2 separate regions of the Mus musculus genome follow, and region 2 is linked to region 1. Evidence: chromatin contacts called from public HiChIP or PLAC-seq data. All regions are on one chromosome and are shown on one strand. Each heading gives the region's core, a stretch centred on a gene start, on an enhancer-like site or on the middle of the called end of the contact. The rest is flanking DNA. Distances are from core to core; before and after follow the strand shown. Region 1 overlaps Pag1 (phosphoprotein associated with glycosphingolipid microdomains 1). Region 2 has its middle 63 kb from the start of Gm33273.

What was found. HiChIP or PLAC-seq counts read pairs in DNA pulled down with a chosen protein or histone mark.
Region 2: an H3K4me3 HiChIP or PLAC-seq map of bone marrow-derived macrophages shows a contact between it and region 1, with 4 times the contacts expected there. The contact joins two enhancer-like sites. A contact is called at or near these places in 3 of 15 datasets of contacts at CTCF or cohesin (CD8 T cells, the NIH/3T3 cell line and large pre-B cells), 7 of 484 Hi-C or Micro-C datasets (Sertoli cells, bone marrow-derived macrophages, cerebral cortex and 3 more), 11 of 115 datasets of contacts at active chromatin or transcription factors (CD8 T cells, the NIH/3T3 cell line, bone marrow-derived macrophages and 6 more) and 1 of 9 other capture datasets (bone marrow-derived macrophages).

Annotation. Positions count from the first base shown.
Region 1 is chr3:9,748,164-9,752,822 of GRCm38.p6, forward strand. It overlaps Pag1 (phosphoprotein associated with glycosphingolipid microdomains 1), which reads right to left. Exons shown (of 9, transcript NM_001195031.1): 3 at 4,250-4,323. Among named protein-coding and RNA genes, the nearest start is that of Pag1, 83 kb to the right of the region's middle. Within about 2 kb of position 3,143, at least 156 of the 459 cell types and tissues checked have an H3K27ac peak or open chromatin away from gene starts, as enhancers often do. A contact at or near this core is called in bone marrow-derived macrophages, where this site is marked.
Region 2 is chr3:9,946,373-9,951,069 of GRCm38.p6, forward strand. No RefSeq gene overlaps it. Among named protein-coding and RNA genes, the nearest start is that of Gm33273, 63 kb to the left of the region's middle. Within about 2 kb of position 1,264, at least 27 of the 459 cell types and tissues checked have an H3K27ac peak or open chromatin away from gene starts, as enhancers often do. A contact at or near this core is called in bone marrow-derived macrophages, where this site is marked.

The DNA of each region.
Region 1 (4,659 bases), core at 1,893-4,392:
GGGATGGGATAGGGGGTTTCTGGAGCAGAAACTGGGAAAGGGTATAATATTTGAAATGTAAATAAATAAAATATCCAATTAAAAGGAAAAGGAAAAAAAAAAGAAAACATCTCAGTGCTCAGACATCAATTTAAGTCTGGTAAAGAATTAGGAAGACTGAGGTTTTAAGAGAAATCTGATGGCTGTTTTAGTAAAATGACACAGCAACACTCACACTAAAAGGTAACATTAAATTGATGTGTAAAGGAGCCAAAAGTATAATACTCTGATTATATGGAATATTGTATTATTTTTTATACTTTGAAATGGATACATCAATTTAATGAAAAGGTATCTCAAAATTATTATTGTGTTTGAGAAACATTAACACTTGAAAATATTATAAACAGTCTACAAACATCATGGAAATATAATTATTGAAAGATTTTCTTATTGTGTATGAATTAGCATTTAAAATAATTAATTATTTTATTTATTTACAATCCAAATATTGTCGCCTTTCTGGTCCCCCACCCCAGAGTCCCTCACCGCATACCCCCCCTATTTGTCCTCTGAGAGTGTGCTCTCCCATACTCTCACTGTCTCATCCCCACCCGCATCTCTACAGACTCTACACCTCCTTCCCGCCCCCGGCATCCCTCCTCTCTGGACTATCAAGTCTCTACAGGGTTATGGGCATCCTCTCGCAGAGGTCACACAGGGCAGTCCTGTGCTAAATTTGTTCTGGTGACCACTGACCAGCCCATGTTTGCTCTTTTTACTAAGGCTGGACATTAATAATAACAAAATGAACATTTTTGTAATATTTGATTTCAAAGGGTTTTTCCTATTTTGATATTTTTAAAATTTTCTTACTGATTACATAAATTCTCTCATAGAAACATGGATAATCTTTTAAAGTAAGCTATTAGACAATTTATACAGACATATAACACATTTTGAATACTCTCACTCTATGTTAGGTGGTATTGTATAATGGTTTTTAATATATTACTTAATGATTCTCTAACATTTTATGTTCTTCTACTATGTTTAATTTCCAAAGGTTATTTTAAATGTTCTGAAACATAATTTAGTATCAAGCATTAGAAGTAGGATCCAGAGTATGGGCATTATTCAATATGATTTAACGATATTTTTAGGGTACTAAAGAATATGAAAAGTTGAATGAAATATCTTGATGCATTATTCAATTCTTAAAATACTTAATATGATTAGGATATTTAATATACAATAGAAAATTCAAATAATAAAACATTTTAAGGAGAAAAAAAAGACTCCTTTGAACACACCTTGGGAGGGTCTGGGTTAAGATGAGACCCCAGGAATCAGGTGAGGAACGGAAATGGCCACATGTTATCGGCTGACACATCAGTGTCAGCTGCGGTGCTCTTGAAGGTGGTAAGTCACAATGTAGTAAGGAGCCCAGTCTCCCAGTGAGGGCACTGGGCCTGTTGGGAATCCTGTGCAGTCACCTGTGGTACAGTGTACCATGAGGGTCGTGACGGAAATGTTGGAATTTTGTTTTTTAATGATCATGTGCCCACTGTAGACAGAAGAAGACTATAAATTATTTTTCTACAGACGTAAGCACAATCAGACAAAGGCCATGCTTCCAAACACGATGATGGACCATACGGTGTACGCCTCCGTGGAGGTGACTGTTTACAGGTTGTTCACAGATCCCGCTCAGCGGGCTCTGGTCCGGTCCAGGGGCCCCGATGATGGTCAGTTACACACACACTAAGCCAGATCCCACAGCTGCTGGACGCCAGCGCTGACTCTGCTCTTGCCTCTCAGGTCCTTATGGACTCTGAACTGCTGAATCCCCAGTTAAATGGGCATCCTCACCATCACACCAGGGTAGCTATGCAGATTATCCCGCCCTTCCCAGGAGCCATAAATTATCTGTCAAACAAGAAAACACCATGCAGCCTTTGGGGTGGTTTCTGTCATAACCATTTCTCTTCACAGTGGGTAAGGATGCCTTGCCCCAATGTTCACACAACACCCTTCTTCTCTTCCCTTCAGGTCAGCTGCAGCTAAAAGGATCTAGCTGCCTGTGAGCTCCTTCCTATCCCTGTCCCTTTTATGATGAGCTGTGCTCACAGGTGTGAAAAGCCAGGAGCCAAGGACAGTGACACTGCTCAGGCCTGGAGTCTCAGTGGTTCTAGGAGCCTCAAGAGAAACAATGATAGGCCAGCAGGTCCTCTGAAGGTATCCTTGCCACACAAGCAACACCTCCACAGACCGCCAGACACAGGCAGGAGTGGCTGGCCCTGCGTCTCTCGTATGCCTCCATACAATGCCATATTCTACCCCACACCCTCAGCAATCCTGTATATTTATATAAAAATTTTATATTAAAAACAGGTTATCTAAAATGCATCCATTGGAATAAAAAAAGGAGGTGGAGAAGGTTGAAGAGCTTAGTTATTTTTATTGGTATCTGTTATTCAGTCCCAAACACTGTCATATCAATGTACTCCTCTATGTCCTGCCTATGCTCACCCATCACCATCATTATTACCGTGGTTTGTAATAGTCAGGATGCAATGCAGACTCTCAGCACACCAGGCACATTGCTGCCGCTGAGCTCTAGCTCCTGTCCTCCTTTCACACAATCCAGATTGCAGAAACTCCTTCTGAAGTTGGGGTCTTTAAAAGTTATGCACGTTCTCTGTGTGTCACACCGCGGGTGGTACTCTCACCGTGTCCCTGCCATACACTGATTACTGTCTGCACATAATTGTTCCCAGGAGCTCCAAGCTAACACTGCTGGCACTGATAGGAGTGCTGATGTACAAGGAGCAAGCCTCGAGGCTGTCTGCAGCGCGCAGGATGTCTTTCTGAATTTCTAGGATTGAAATGCTTGATGCCACAGCTTAGATGGGCACCCTACTCTCATAAGGACCTTTTATGTAATACATGCATAATGCAGTGTGAAGAAAGGAACCAAGGAAAATGTTTTCCTAAATTATAACTTGCATCTTGGTAATGAGAAGCTATTAAAATGTATTTAAAAAAAATCCCCAAGCTGATGTGTTTCTTAGAATTCAGCGGTTCCCACTGCTCTGCTCGCATTCTGTATGCACAGCAGAGATCCCTGCCAAGACTATTACAGTGAGCAAACAATGTCCTCTCTGTCAGAGCCGAGAATGAATAGTATCACAAAATTCTCTTCCAACTTACAGCCTACACTTCCCCCAACCCTTCTGAGAACTGCCAGGGAGGGGGAGGCCAGAAGCTGGCTCTCCCCTTCCATCTGAAACTGCTTTCCACAACACCAAGGGTGGAATAATGCCAGCCATATATGATCTTCTAATCAGAGAAAGCAGACAAGAAGATTTCAAATCTAGTTGTGTATTGTTTCATCCCTGCGGATGTGAGTACACAGACACTTTGTAAGGAAAAAGGAAGCGCTTTATCAGATAAAAATCTCAGCCTAGTGAAAATAGCCCTATGCTAAAAACTAAACAGCAAAAGAGGAATTTCATAGAAATGATAGAGCAGTTTGTGTTCAGGGCCTAGGAGGCGAGTCACGAGTGCTGAAGCTGACAATGGGCTCTACTGCTGCCTGTAAGCCTTGGTGCCTACTAAGAATATGATTCACAAAGGGAGAGCCTGGAGCTATTCCTGTGGATGTGCAAGGTGAGGGTGGCCCACTCCACTAGGATCTGAGGTCTGCCTGTGTCTCCCCCTCAGCTCCTCTTTAGAAGTGGTATTAAGGACATTATCTTCTAAAATGAGACATTTATAAAGCATTTTGTATGAACCACTGAAAGGCTAACTTGGTGTGCATTTTCAGGGACCCCCCCCCCCACGCAGAGATTTCTTAAATTCTTTTCTTATTTGTTAAGTCTTAGTTGGTACAAAGCATTGGTCCAGGATCACCTGCATGACACATACAGAATGGATACTTTATTTGACCTCTAGTTAGAATCCCTCCACTATTTCATCATAAAGGAATGAATGCAATTTTCAGTCTAAACACTAGGACTCTCCCCGCTCCCTCTTTTCCCACACACTTGCTGCCCAGTCCCATGACCTCCCAGGGCGGGATGGTCTTCTTCTGCTGATACTTTTAGTGAGGCTGCAGACGGAAGCACCAGCCTCCCTTTCTTCTCTCTCCCCCTTTCACTCAGCCCTAGTCTGCAGCAGACAGACCATCAACTCTCCATGCTCCCACTGTCGTCTGAAACTGCAAGGCATGTGTTCCCTCCCTTCTTCCTATGACGGCCACAATTACCTTGGAGAAACGGTTGTCCAGAAGAGGGTTTCGTTCACGTGTCAGTATGCTGGGGTTCTCTCTTCCTTCTTGGCCTGTAACCAAAAAGAAAGAAAGAATGTCTGGGGGGCAGGGAAGGCATGTGGACAGGCTGTGAAAGACGCCTGCCAGCTTGCTGTAGAAAACGCTGGCCTGCGGATCAGACCCTGAGCTCCACATTCCTCTTCAAAGAGGCCGTAGTTTTAACTTCTAAACCAGTGAAAGTGCTGGCGGTACTCAAAACATACAAGGCTTTTCCCCCTGAAGTAACAGCCATGTTATCATTGGATCAAATATAAAGCAATTGACTTTTTTTTCCTCAAAGTCTTTCTAGTTTGTGACAGATAAATCTGTAAATTACCATATTACAATTAAAATCAAGTAAGTGCTAC
Region 2 (4,697 bases), core at 14-2,513, 200 kb after region 1:
ACATTAGCATGACATCAGAGTACAGTCAACAAAATCTTAAGACAGAGCCTTGACAATGGGTGACAAACGCTACTCTTTATTCAACGAGGCTCTGAATGCTTCTCATGTCACATTTTTATATTTTTTGCAATTACAAGTTCCTCTTTGTATTCACTGATAGCTTGTTTTCTGCTTGGGATTTTTTGTTGTTGTCCTTGCTGCTGTTGTTCTGTTAACCAAGGCTGGGGAGTTGGCCTGGGGCGGGAGAGAGTGCAGAGTCACAGTCTTTCTGAGGAAAAGAAACGCTTAGCCAAGGATTCTCATGGTTCCTGTGGCTATGTTGTGACCTGAACTCGACGTGACTCAGCCTGATGCATGTTGCCACTGTGTCCCTGTCGTGAACTTTCCATTTTCACAAAGGCCCCACTGTGTAGCAATTTGGTTAGAGCCATGTCTTAGCCAGGGCTACTGGAAGTAGTCCTGTAGAGTATCTGTGGCATTCAGTAGGATGGGTGGCTTGGATTTCTATTGCTGTGATAGAACATGACCATGAATAAATTGGGTTGGAAAGGATTTATTTCATCTTTTACTTCTGAAGTCACTCCATTGTTGCGGGAAGTCAGGCCAGGAACTTGGAGACCAGAGCTGATGCACAAACTGTGGAGTGGTGTTGCTTACTGGCTTGCTCCGTATGACTTGCTCAGCCTGCTTTCTTGTAGCACCCAGGACCGCCAGGCCAGCGCTGGCACTACTCATAGTTAGCTGGGCTCTCTCGCATCGATCATCAATCAAGAAAACGTACCTCAGGCTAATCTGGTCGGGACATTTTCTCAGTTGAGGTTCCCTCTTCCAAAACGACACTAGCTTGTTCAGGTTGATGGGAACAACTAGCTAGCAAGGTGGAAGATAATTCTAGCAGAGAAATTTTAGGCATCAGTGCTGTGAATGAGATGTAGATCTGTGATATTAGAGCAAAGTTTGGTGAGATTTACCTTAACTCACTTGAAGAACTGAATCACAAGACAACAGGGCAAAATCAGGCCCTGCACAGCTGTGTGTCTTCCTGTAAGATATTTGTACCTATTTAGTCTAATATAAGTACAGTATCTGCAGATCCAACACGATAAGAGGCGTGGTCAAAGTCAAGACCCCCAAGAAGACACGCCCCAAGGCAAACCATCCCAGATTTACTGGAGCAGATGGAGTGGAGAGTGCTGTGGCCACTAGAGACCAGAGATATCTTTTGTTTTCTTCGCTAGGATTACAACTCTCCCTGTGAAGGGCGAAATGGCGATCCAAATATGGATCCCTTCAATTTTCTTTCATGGACAATTACTTTGAATGTGTGTAAGGCTTGACTTCAAATAAAAACATTTCTATGCAAAATTTAATTACTTAGGAAGGATATTATTTCAGACTCGGATCTACTAAACTTGAAAGTGACAGCCATTTCTAGCCATTGCTAAGTGCCACGGCCACACCCAGGCAGAGCGCTCTCCAAATTGGACTGGTTCTGCCATCTAGTGGCACAGTTGATTAACTACAAGTAGTTGAGGCACTCCCTGGCTTGGCCTGCCCACAGGGTGAGAATTAAGTCTGCACTTAACATTGTGGAATTTGTTTCACCTCCTCACACATGTGACTTTGGAGAAGCTATAGAATATTGCTCCATGTCGGCTAGCTGAACTGTATAATGACGATAAGGAGCTATTGCATGGTTCTCATGAGGCACCTGTGCTTCACACATGGGAAACACTTAGCAGATTTCCTGACAGTGATGTGATTATATTTATAATTTTTATTCTCAAAATGCACGTCTTTGGCTGAGGCATGAGAAATCAAGTTATGAAAATATGAATGATTTTTAATAAATGATGTCTATAATACTGAATGCTTGGATGAAAATCAAGTTTATTTAGGCTCTCTATGCACAGCGCCAACACATGCATGATCTCCGTGACACTTGCCTCAAGCCAAGCTGTTCCCCACCTCATAGAGAGCGACTCCATCCCAGCAGAACACTCGATATGTGCATGCTAGTGTGCGCCTTCTTTCTCCCACTTACAGAACCTCAGTCTTTATATCCAGCTAGGTGTCGGCTTCCTGTACACACTTCTCCAGTGCTGTCAAGCAGACTTCAATCCTGCATAGTCCTTTTCTGTGCTGTGTGTTAGAGCATTTGACATGGTCAGGCTGTCGGTGAGGATTGGGTGGGATGCAGGCTGATGCAGACCCGGAGTGTGAAATGCCTGTCATGAGACATTGAGTGTTACCCTCATATACTCTATCATCACAATGCCTGACACAAAGACTTCACACAACACAGGTCTCATCAAAGCTGAGAGGGAAAAATGATTTTAGAGACAGGACCTCACATGTAGCTGAACCAGGCCTTGCATTTGCAACCATCCTGCCACAGTGCATCATGAGAAGGCCAGACTAAACTGGCCTGGTAGGTTGAATTGGTAGATTTGATACCTAAAAGTAATGCTATAATAATAATAATAATAATAATAATAATAATAATAATAATAGTCATTAAGAAACACCTAAAGATTACTAAAACATAAAGAAGCCACTTCCCCTTCTCAAGTGATATTGAAGTTTGACATATTTTTAAGCCTCGCTGGACTTGCATGCTCACAATAGCTGCTTCTGAGCAGCCCTGTACCCCCACACTTGTCTTTTGTTGTCTAGGTGTTTGGGGCTACAGGGATTACATAAGTTTTATCCCCAGTTCCTCTACATCTGAAGTATTGCTAAAATTTCCCCCATTGCACCACTACTCAGACTTTGCTGAGTGCGGTGGCATGATTATATATCCACAGAGCACATCTTTGGCCATGAGCCTTTCTTTCAGCTAGAAATACCTGCTTTCCAACCCAGGGTACAACATCTCTTGCCACCTCATCAGAATGACCCAACGCTATGTTTTATATGGGGAATGGTATAATAAACACAGTGTCTTGCCATCTGAATGGTCATAAGAGAATGGCTTTCGGCTTTCAGTGGCTCTAGGTCGCCTTTGTGAACTTGGCCCAGAAGATCCCGTAGCTATGAAGAAGGGCCTGGCGATGAGGCCAATGCGCCACCCAGTCTGGTCTGTGCTGCAAATCATCTCGTTTTAAAGTGAAATTACTCATAGTCGATATGTTCTATCTAACTTTATATCTTTCTCCAGAAACAATAATTTCTATGGTCGTGAATTTATTCACTTATACATTAAATTTTTAAATCTTACATATCTTGATGGATATTTACTCTGAGAATAACAAGATACTTATCTCTCCTTTCTTTCTTTCTTTCTTTCTTTCTTTCTTTCTTTCTTTCTTTCTTTCTCTCTCTCTCTCTCTCTCTCTCTCTCTCTCTCTCTCTCTCTCTCTCTACCTCCCTCCCTCCCTCCCTGCCCCCCTCTCTTTCTTTCTTTCTTTCTTTCTTTCTTTCTTTCTTTCTTTCTTTCTTTCTTTCTTTCTTTCTTTTTTCTTTCTTTTTTTTTTTGAGACAAAGTTTCCCTTTACAGCCTAGGCTGGCCTGGAGCTCAAAACAATGCCCCTGCCTCCACCTCTGAGTGCCAGGATTACAGATGTGTATCACAACTGCCTACAGCATCCATTCTTTTTTTTTTCCATTTTTTATTAGGTATTTAGCTCATTTACATTTCCAATGCTATACCAAAAGTCCCCCATACCCACCCACCCCCACTCCCCTACCCGCCCACTCCCCCTTTTTGGCCCTGGCGTTCCCCTGTTCTGGGGCATATAAAGTTTGCGTGTCCAATGGGCCTCTCTTTCCAGTGATGGCCGACTAGGCCATCTTTTGATATATATGCAGCTAGAGTCAAGAGCTCCGGGGTACTGGTTAGTTCATAATGTTGTTCCACCTATAGGGTTGCAGATCCCTTTAGCTTCTTGGGTACTTTCTCTAGCTCCTCCATTGGGAGCCCTGTGATCCATCCATTAGCTGACTGTGAGCATCTACTTCTGTGTTTGCTAGGCCCCGGCATAGTCTCACAAGAGACAGCTACATCTGGGTCCTTTCGATAAAATCTTGCTAGTGTATGCAATGGTGTCAGCGTTTGAATGCTGATTATGGGGTGGATCCCTGGATATGGCAGTCTCTACATGGTCCATCCTTTCATCTCAGCTCCAAACTTTGTCTCTGTAACTCCTTCCAAGGGTGTTTTGTTCCCACTTCTAAGGAGGGGCATAGTGTCCACACTTCAGTCTTCATTTTTCTTGAGTTTCATGTGTTTAGGAAATTGTATCTTATATCTTGGGTATCCTAGGTTTTGGGCTAATATCCACTTATCAGTGAGTACATATTGTGTGAGTTCCTTTGTGAATGTGTTACCTCACTCAGGATGATGCCCTCCAGGTCCATCCATTTGGCTAGGAATTTCATAAATTCATTCTTTTTAATAGCTGAGTAGTACTCCATTGTGTAGATGTACCACATTTTCTGTATCCATTCCTCTGTTGAGGGGCATCTGGGTTCTTTCCAGCTTCTGGCTATTATAAATAAGGCTGCTATGAACATAGTGGAGCATGTGTCCTTCTTACCAGTTGGGGCATCTTCTGGATATATGCCCAGGAGAGGTATTGCTGGATCCTCCGGTAGTACTATGTCCAATTTTCTGAGGAACCGCCAGACGGACTTCCAGAGTGGTTGTACATGCCTGCAATCCCACCAACAATGGAGGAGTGTTCCTCTTTCTCCAC